Linked DNA regions of Zea mays: all the other regions are linked to region 3. The links are chromatin contacts, called in public Hi-C maps. All regions are on one chromosome and are shown on one strand. The core of a region is the stretch at or near the end of the contact, and the rest is flanking DNA. Distances in the headings are between cores, read along the strand shown. Region 1 holds the start of LOC103641667 (regulator of nonsense transcripts UPF3-like). Region 2 holds the start of LOC100282954. Region 3 holds the start of LOC100285102 (translocon Tic40).

What was found. Hi-C and Micro-C count contacts between places; a contact is called where the count stands out from the background.
Region 1: a Hi-C map of endosperm shows a contact between it and region 3, with 3 times the contacts expected there. The contact joins the promoter of LOC103641667 here to the promoter of LOC100285102 in region 3. A contact is called at or near these places in 5 of 25 Hi-C or Micro-C datasets (endosperm, leaf, tassel and 1 more).
Region 2: a Hi-C map of ear shows a contact between it and region 3, with 1.7 times the contacts expected there. The contact joins the promoter of LOC100282954 here to the promoter of LOC100285102 in region 3. A contact is called at or near these places in 3 of 25 Hi-C or Micro-C datasets (ear, leaf and tassel).

What each region holds. Positions count from the first base shown.
Region 1 is chr10:120,788,429-120,791,713 of Zm-B73-REFERENCE-NAM-5.0, reverse strand. It overlaps LOC103641667 (regulator of nonsense transcripts UPF3-like), which reads left to right and starts at 1,845. Exons shown (of 13, transcript NM_001346661.1): 1 at 1,845-2,237. The coding sequence starts at 2,098.
Region 2 is chr10:120,769,315-120,772,818 of Zm-B73-REFERENCE-NAM-5.0, reverse strand. LOC100282954 reads left to right here and starts at 2,044. Exons shown (of 4, transcript NM_001155859.1): 1 at 2,044-2,459; 2 at 2,601-2,723. The coding sequence starts at 2,295.
Region 3 is chr10:120,623,690-120,627,137 of Zm-B73-REFERENCE-NAM-5.0, reverse strand. LOC100285102 (translocon Tic40) reads left to right here and starts at 1,340. Exons shown (of 15, transcript NM_001157997.1): 1 at 1,340-1,687; 2 at 2,048-2,162; 3 at 2,244-2,301; 4 at 2,391-2,408; 5 at 3,419-3,448. The coding sequence starts at 1,489.

The DNA.
Region 1 (3,285 bases), core at 596-3,095, 160 kb before region 3:
CTCTACTACTTGTTAAGACTGCAAGGTTAGCATGTCATTCCGTGTTCTGCCACCATTCCCTGTTCTGTTTTTCTCATTTCCTCCTCCCTGCACAGGCCATTCCCATATTCTGTCACCATTCTATATTTTGTCATTCTCATTCATTAGTTCTGCCTTTCTCATTCCCCCTTCCTGCAAAGTCCATTCTATATTATGTCATTCTCATTCCCTCGTACAACCCACGTCTAGCTAAAATTTAAAAAAAACACACATGGCCCCAAGGGGATTCGAACCCGCGACCTCTCAAGCAAATGCTAGCAGTAGCTAATGATACACCACATATGTGTTTATGTCTACATCTATGACAGGAAACACATCTACTACATCTTTCCCCAAACCCACCTGCTACCCTTGCACAATGTGTAGTAGTAGATAAATATCACCGAGATTCTTGAATTATATTTTTGGATGGAGGGAATATTATTTAAAGAATAGCCTTGCATGCAATTTCTTTTGTTTGAATAATGTTTTCAATTTAAATTTATTTTTTTGCATGCGTGACATTTATTCTTCGTAATATTTTTTCATGGATCTGACTTGTGAGTCAATTTTATAAACCAACGACAAGCATGAATCCATGTTTCTTACTTAGAAACCTTGAACAAACACCTTAGTAGGAGGCACTCACGTTGGCGTCGCTCATTAACAACGAGAAGAAGCTTGGCGACTGCCAGTTCGACCTCTAGAAGCAGTCCTACGTGGTCACATGTGCCGCTGTGTACGACAAGCTCCGGCGCAGCCGCCGCTTGGACGCGGTGTAGAGTGGCTGCCCCGCGTTGTCCATCGTCAAGCAGGGGGACCTCATGGTCGTCGCCAACGTCGGCGACTCTCGGATTGTTCTGGGCACCACATCCGACGACGACACCATCACACCGTCCAACTCATCGTCCACTTGAAGCCTAACCTGCCACGTAAGTCGCTACTGACCGGCCATGAATTCTTGTGTGCTGGGACGACAGACGTTGTTGACGTTGTGTGAGTGTCCTCGAACATGATGTATGTAGAGGAGTAACGCATCCGGTGGTGCAACAGCCAGGGGTACTACTTCGCTGATGAGCTCGGAGTGCACTTCGTTTGGCATCCCAGCCAAGAGTCATCAGTACTCGCTATGTCGCGCGCGTTCAACGACTACTATATCGAGGACTGTGGCGTCATCTTGGCGCCGAAGGTGACGCAGAGGAGGGTCGACAACAATGACCAGTTTGTCATCCTCGCCACCGTCGGGGTAGTTTTTGTGTCGGTCTGTCTTTAATTCTCTTCGCAAACACATACACTTGTCTTTTTTGTTTAAGCAAGAGCGTATGGTGGTGCGTGCCTGATGACTAACGACGTACGAGGAAATTTCTTCCGTCATGTGTGGAACATGTTCTCTAATGATAAGATCATGCAAATTGTGGCATATATCAAAGTCTGCATGATACCGATGATTGTAATGTAGGGTGAAATAGTTAGATTAAAATAACAAAAAATATGTATGGCTAGGATCACAAATCGATTATGGAACTTTTTCTTATAACAGTATAACACATATTTTATATATAAGTTATCGTAGTATACTGATATTATATATTTTCGTCGCAACGTACGACACTCAGCTATTTTATATAATAAATTAATAAAATAAAATGTACCAAATAAATATCCGTTTAATTCTTTCGACACGATTTTGACTTTCTAATAAATTTATCAGAATGACCTATGACCTTTTGACTTTCTATCGTCTCCTCCCCTTTCCCAATCTACGACAGTTCCCAATTACACATCCTAAATCCAAACCAACCCCACACCCCCACCAAACTACCGAAGCGGAAGGGGGGGAAAATCCACGCGACGACGACGCGGCGAAACGAAGGGAAGGGAAGCAGGAGCGAGACAAATCCCCACCCGGCTCCAAACCCTAGCCACCTCCCCCGTCCTGTCCCCAGATCTCGCTGCCGTCTGACCCGCCTCGCTTCGATGTGACCCGGCCCTAGGGTTTGAGACGTGTTGCGGTAGGGGTGTTCTCAAGGATTCACGACACGAGAGAGATTCGGGGAGGCGTCGACGGTGCGAGCACACATGAAGGACCCGGCGCACCGCACGAAGGTGGTGCTCCGGCGGCTGCCGCCGGCGATCGCGCAGCAGGCCGTTGTGGACCAGGTCGACTTGCGCTTCGCTGGGCGGTACGACTGGGCGTGCTTCCGCCCCGGGAATGCCAGGTCCGCGCTCTCTGCTTTTCCAGTGTTTGTGGCGTTGCTGCGGGTGGGACGATGTCCTTAATTAGGACTTGTGGAACTATCCTGTTTAACCTATCAACCGTCGTAGGAAGCTATTATTGCGATGTTTCTGATTACGTTCCGTTGCTAGTTCTAGTGCACTTTCTCGCAAATAATTAGCGTGTTCATCCGTGTATTATGGAGATAGAGCCGCCGAGTTAGTCAAATTTTATTTGTTCTCTGATTTTGGTGAACTAATTATTTTCTCTGGCTTGCAATGGCCTGGGAGAGTTTCTGAGGTATCTGAATTATAGTTAAGCCCTGTTCAAGTTAAACTTTATTTGATTTAGCATCGATTGCTACTGAAGTGTTAGTCAGAACCTAGAACTAGTGGGTTGCCTCCTTACCTGTTCCTCTCTGTTTGTTGCATCACAAATATGTATCTGATCTGACCCACCTGTGCTTTTGATAGAGTTTAAAATGGAAAAAAATCATTGATTAGGGCAAATTCATTTTTTTTTCATTCTATCTCTGTTGCTTCTGGACTCGTTATGTTTTCATCTTTAGTTGTAAAGCAAGTTGCTGAGGGCCTGTTTGTTTACCCCCAGATTATATAATCTGGATTAAATAATCCTAAGAGGCAAACAAACAGTCTAGCTTATTTGTCCAGATTATATAATCTAACCCCTTGGATTATGATAATCCATAAGCAAGTGAGGAGGTGCTTATTTCAGATTATTTTTTCCCACTTTCCCACTACCCTTTCAAGTTTCCTAGAAATTACCCATCATTGCCATTATAATCTACCGAATCGTTTTTGCGCCTATCGGATCAGAAAAGCCCGCCGCCCAACAGAAACACGCCAGATAATCTGGGTAAACAAACAGGACTACTCAGATTATATAATCCAAATTATATAATCCAGATTATATAATCCTTCAAAAATAATCCAGATTATATAATCCATTGGGGTAAACAAACAGGCCCTGAGAAGAATTAAATTCAGCTTATAGTTTAGAACTACCTTTACACATTCAACTTTCTTTACTTT
Region 2 (3,504 bases), core at 795-3,294, 140 kb before region 3:
TGTTGGAGTTGGTCTAAGTCCACAAGAGGTAAGGACTTTGCCATGACTAGAGGGTCATTCATTTGGTCCTTGTGTTCTTCTTCATTTTGATCTGTTGCATTCCATCTCGAGACTCTTGCGCTGAGACATAGTGGTAGTTGGGTCCATGCAGACAGAGAGGAGTCAGTCGCTAGAAGAGAAGCCCCACCATTCCATGCTATCCTAGGACAGTGGTCTTGACCATGAAGATGGAGGTCGCTGATGGTGCCCAAGGTCGACGAGGATGACTTACATTGACTCACAGGTGGATCATTCAAAAATAGCCGAGGTGGCCAAGAAAACAACAATGCAAATAGAAAAGAATGTTCCCTTGAACAACTTTCAAAAAAGCTTTTGCATTGGTTATTAAAGGTTTTATTTTCTTATAGCTTAATTAGTCTAGTAAACTAATTTGGAAGAATTCAACAACTGCATGTGTTTTTGTTTGTATCTTACATTTACCGCTATTTGGGTTTCCGGGTTGTGTATATTCTTTATGCTTCTGAGCTGCTATAGTGATTGGTATTCCACATGCGAGCTACGACTATTTCGAGCATCCTCATTTTTATTTCAAACTCCAGCTTATAAATAGTGCAGTATACAATGTAAAATAGTGTAAACTAGTATTTTATACGATCATATGCACGATTTGCTAGCCATATTATAAGTGGAGCCTATTTTTCAATAATGTGTGCATGCAAAACTAGTTGATGCCTTCTCTGTTCAGACTAATAAATACTAATGTATACTCCTTAACAGGTAGCAAGTTACATGCGAAGGTGGCAACAACGTACAAGTCCCCATGACGCTCCTAGCTGAAAAGCTGCTCCTTGAATGACTGTAGAAGTCCCTTATCCCCGTGGCCCTCCTAGCTGGAAAGCTATTCTAGTAACTGAAGAAAATTCTAAATGTTGTAAATAAGATAGGTTCAAATTCACATCTAAAAATTGAGTAAAGGTTAGCAACCATAGAAAAGATGGTGATTGTCATAAAGATGAACAAATGATCAACATATAAAAGGAAATAAGAAAATCGAAATGTAAGAGCTCAAATCAAAGGTATAAGTTAGGACATTTTATCTTACCAATCAAGACATAATAGAGTGTGTAATTGGATTTAGCATAGACGATCATACTATTAAAAGAAGAGTTTAATTGGACAACCAACCATCTAGTGCCACTAGGTATCGAAATTATATGTATTGCATATAGACCTAAGTTATAGGCTGAGAGTAGGGAAAATGTTTATTGAAAACACTTTAAAAAATACAAACTAGGCTCTAACTTGTTTTTGACAAAACATTGTATAGTTAAGTCGGTTGGAAAGAGATGACAAAATGCTCTCGATGCAGATTTCCAGAGCTCATCAAACATATCCTGTGAGGCATTGGACATGACACTAGATATGCGTATGGTGTCCAGTGTAGGAGGGGTCCACCAGACAAGCAACTTAGAGGGCATCAAAAGGAAGGCATACAAACGTGCATATGACAGAATGTGCTCGGAGTGCCATCAGATGTCACATTGGAAAGAGCACTCAAACGTCGTATAAACTTACATATTTCGATTATGTACTCAACAGACGTGTCCTTAACATGTCTAATGGTTGCACTGAGCATCTAACATGTGTTAACAACTAGTTTATAGTCGTTTGAAGGGCATCAATGTATTCAGTGTAACCCCTACTAGCTTAGTGGACATGTTTGGTGCATGGAAATCTGTGTTTTAAAAGGTAGCGATTAGAATTTTCTAGGAGATTATAAATAGACCTTTTTGATAGTCCTTGGTTGGTATTACTCAACCATTAACACTTGCATACATCTCTGGAGGCTAGATCTATTTAAACGTCACGGCAGGTTGTATTATAAGTTGTTTGGCCTGATCTATACCTAGTATCAGATTGAGTTAGATCAGGTTAGTCCGTGTTTTTCAATTGGACGTGTCGGGTTGTGTTTTTAGCGTTGGATTAAGTTTTTTTAAGTTGGATTGTGCTTTGGATAAAAAAAATATGGCTCTTAATTCATCCGATTTCTATGTTCTTTTCTTACAAGTGAACAGCCGTTGCCCGTCGGCCGCCGCCCCTCCCTCCGCGCCCTCCCGACCACCGCTCCTTCCCCGCCTTCCACCTGCGCTGTCCGCCAGTCCTCCTCCACCTCGCTCCGGCACGCAGGGCCCACAAGAAGCGCCCCTTCCAGAAGTTAATCCGCCCCGGTTTGACTAGGGTTTGTCCCGTCTCCTAATCGATCAGATTGGCAGGTAACTGCCGTTGCCGCCGCGATGAAGAGGTACGGACTGCAGCTCCGCACGAAGCCGCCATCGTCCTCGTCGTCACGCGCGCCGCCACCTCCCGCCCGGCCCCTGGCGGCCTTCGCCGACGACGATGACGATGATGTGGAGGCAGAAATCCTCCGCCAGGCGGCCAAGAAGCGCTCCCTCCAGAAGGTAACCTGCTCCAGCCACCAGCTCGCGCGTACGCTTCTCCACCGATTTCATGGCAACCACATTAGATAATTCTTTTTTTTTTCTGTCTTCCCCCTCTTGTCCGGATGGGGATGTTGTTGTTGCCGTGTTGCGCGCGCACAGGTTGAGGAGCAGCAAAAGAAGGCCATGGAGGAGGATCCCTCGGTGTACGCCTACGACGAGCTGTACGACGAAATGAAAGAGAAGGAAGCCCGCCCTAAGATGCAGGATAAGGTCGTCCGCGAGGTAATTCCTCTATCCTGCCTTTGAGAGTTGTTTATTTGCTTCGTTTATGCTCACTGCGATATGCGACAGAGTAGTTACTAGTTAGTTACAAGTACTTTTTAGTGAAGAAGACTAATTGCTAGCTTAGGGTGTGTTTGGTTCAGCTTCCTGAACCAGATTCACTGCCAAAATATGAAATCTAAACCAAACAGGTACAACAGCAGAATAGATTCCTGAAAATCCATAGATTCCTATAGTTCAATTCAGAATCACCTCCTACCACAGATTTCCTAGATTCTTGTCATCCATGTTACAAGTTGTTTTGCTCTTATAGAATTTATAGTTGACAGTTGTTTCAACCAAACAAATTTTAGTTTTTTCACAATTGTCAGCTCACAATAATTTTCTCGTAGCTCATAGCTAGAATCAGACTTTAAAAAATCTACAACTGAACCAAATAGACCCTTAGTCTTGCATCCCGATTCTTAGTGTTTGATTCCTAAAATCTTAATTTTTCAAGTGTTGCTTTTGGTGTTTTACTTGTTTTTTGGGAAGGGAAAAGAACATAGGACCATAGTATTCAAGGTGTCACCCAGGCGGTGCGAGCCGGGGAGGTAAGGCGTCCTCCTCGCCTTGCTCTGGAACCTAAGGCGCGGGTGGGAGCTGTGGCGCGGTGGAGGGAGACGCTGGGGAGTGTGGCGCGGCAGAGGGCGGTGCAGCAGAGGGTGGGGCTGGGGAGGGCCTCGCGGTGGATAGCGGCGCGCTGGAGACGGTGGAGGGCGGCTGGGAGAGAGAGGGAGAA
Region 3 (3,448 bases), core at 91-2,590:
TCAGTGGACTTGATGTTTTACAACAGCATATTGTCACTTCCATTTCTGTTTTTCCTCATTATAGCAACAAGAGAATTCCCCCATTCTCTTACAGTATTATCTGCAAAGGTCAGTGATACAAATGCAGTATAATCAAAATTTTACCAGCACATTTAAGCTAGCAATCTCTGTGTGTTCCCTTGTCTCAAAGATAGTTCTCTAGAGTTTCTGAAGCAAATGGTTTAACACTTCGCTGCTATTCATTAACACAATAGTACTCTTAAAGTTTCTGTGTCATTATCTGTTGTATGTCTCTATCCTAACTTGCATTGTCTGGTGACACTTGAACTACAGGCAGCCTCTCTGATGTTCGGTGTCGTTCTCGTTATCTCGCTGATGATGGGAATCGTTCTCAATTTCACTATGTTTTGGTGCACAATTGTGAACTCTGCTCTGACTACAACAATAGTAGGAGTTCTCAAGGGTGTCGGATCAACGGTAAGTTTGCCGACTTATGAAAGATCAGTTTGTCCTTTAATCAGAACCCTTTGATACAATTGAGCTCTAAACTAATAAGTAAATCATGTATCATGTTTTTCATCATCAGACCCTCGGTTTCGATCTGTTGGGAGGTGTCGAAGTACATGCTCTGAATGTTACTGGACTGGTGATCAACACATTTGGTGGCCTATGGTACTCTTATGCGAAGTATAAGCAGAAAAGGAAAACACCACGGAAGATCCAACATGATGTAGAGTCGCATGCCCACAAGTAGCGTCAGATTAACTATAGTTCTACTTCGTTCTTTGATCAGATAATAACTGAGTGTATGTTTAAATCCATTTTTTCTGAACTCTATTCCATCACCGATGAAATGATTATCCCATTCAAATAAGGTACAACTATGTAATACATGGAAACCGTAGCAACGCACGGGCATTCAACTAGTTATAATTTAAGGTGGAACGCGGATTCTCGTTGGGGATTTATCTCTTCGCAGAAACGGGAATAGGGAATAAATGTCCCCCATAGGGCTCGTTCGTTTGGCTCTCAATCCATGTGGATTGAGTGAGTTTAAATTCTAAACAGGTTAAAATCTTTCATAATTTTTTATAATCCTATCCAATTCACATGAGACAGGAATAACCGAACAAGTTTACAAAAATTAGTTTAGGAATCATAAAATCGAAGGAGATTGGAGGAGCCTCGATGCCTCGTGGTAATTTTTTTCTCCATTGACATACCTATTTCACCGTGACAGTAAAAACATCATATGGGCCCCACATCCACAGTCTACAGCGAGAGACGAGGGCGTTTTGTCGTCATTCGTCAATCGTCATCCCATGATCCCATCCCAAAACTCCCCGTCTCTACTCCCTACTGGCCTCCTCCCACGAGTCGGATACCGAACCTCGGCGGCGTCGGCGCCACGCGAGCAAAAACCCTAGTGCGAGCAAGCGAGAGGCAGAGACCTCAGTGCCTCGAGCAACGCGCGCCCGGCCCGACGGCATGGAGAGCCTCATCCTCGCCTCCTCCTGCTCCGCGTCCCCACGGCTCCCGCTACTCTCCTCCGCCGCCCGCTTCCGCGGGCTGCCCGTTTCCGTGCCGCCGCCGTCTTCGGCGTCCATCAGCGGTGCCGCGAGGAAAGGGCCGATGAGGCCCAGGCTCTTCGTTGCCGCGGCGGCGGCTCCTCGCGGCTCCGGAAACGGTGAGGGGATAAGCCTTCCTCTTCTGATGCCTTTTCGCTTCCTGATTGCGCGCTGCTCAGCTTCACTAGGCGTTGAACAGGACCATGCCTCCTCTGAATTGTTATAATTCTTTAGTTTTGTTCATCTATCTATTGACCCAATCCTTGCGGCCTCCGTATGTGGAACTGATTGTATAGCTGACGAAATTACAATCAGTAGCTGAGAGCCGAACAGGGAATGGACAGCTTATCCGTTTGCTTTTTAGGATTATAATAAAGCAGCTGATGAGTAGAGTTCAGAATGGTGTCGCTTGTTCCCATTTCTATTCGTGTAGTCTATTTTATTCTGATATAACTAAGTAAAAACGTTCATTACATCAGTTTTCGAGGGATTGAGAGCAAAAGGCTTTGCAAGCATGTCATCTTCGACTGGCAATGAGAATATGTCTACTGGAACTGGTACACTACCTCCCATGCCACCCACATCATCATATATGTGAGTTTCCCCTCTTGTTTCTCTGTGTATGCTGTTATCAGATTTACCTTTGCACGATAACTTAGCATATAATCTCTGCAGTGGTTCACCTGTTTTCTGGATTGGAGTTGGTGTAGCATTGTCTGTGGCGTTTACCACGGTGTGAATCCCATTGTCTTTAATGCTATACCATGCTTTTATGTATATCGTTCACTTGTAACTCAAATACTTGCTGGTTTGATGTGTCAGGTCTCTTCCATGTTAAAGGTGAGCTCACAGCTATTCCCTGTTTTTTATGTTGTCAAATGGTATGTATCCCCATCAAGCGCATGGTTACTCTTAATAATTTCCCTATGGCTGTCTGTTGATGGTTGGTCATGAATCTGCAAGAGTTCTTTGGGTTAGCCTTTCTGTGCTATGCTTGCTTAGTATTCCATTGTCTCTAATACTTTATCAGTCCATTTCTGAGGTTTTAGCATCTGATCTATTTTTTTGACCAGTTTGTTTCTTAATATAGAATATGACTATAATATCTAATGAGTATGATATTATGAAAGTATGTTTCAAGAAAAAATACACATACCTGACTTTTATGTTTCTTAACTAAATATTTTGAAAATTGTTGATGGCCATTAAAATATAGTTGTAATATATGATAAGTATGATATTATGAAAGTACATTTCAAGAAATATTTACACATTTGTTTAAATGTTTCCTAAGTCTTAACTTATATTTTGAAAACTACTGATGGTCAAAATTTCAAAAAAAAACTTGATTTTGGAACTGATGGCATTTTTTCACTGCTCTATTGAAAGCACCAGAAGTGTGCCGAATTACCACCTTACAGACAAGTTCAGAGAGGAAAAAGCACTTGTGTACACTCTCGAAAGACACAAGCACATTATCACACAGCTCTACGCCTCTACCACTAGACTCTACCTTAGTTTGACCCGACTTCACTCAAAGTGTTATTTATGATCAGAGGGACTATTATTTTAGTAATTTGAAGCATAGTATGTAGTCCTGTTTAGGTGTTTTTTTTGTAGTTTGATCATAAGTTTAGCTTCTGCATCTGTATATATTTTAACTTCCATACTATCACTATTACCGCAATACCTATCAAAATCGTAAGCTGTACACCCCACTTCGTATCTCACTAGGTTTGACCCTTGTACCCATTTGTGGTTGCCATTTACAGTTTGTGGTGTCTTTGAATTTGGCTGTGTGTGATCTATTTGCTTACCCATTTTTTCACTTGTTGCTAAATCTGTTGCAGAGATATGCCATGCAACAAGCATTTAAGTCA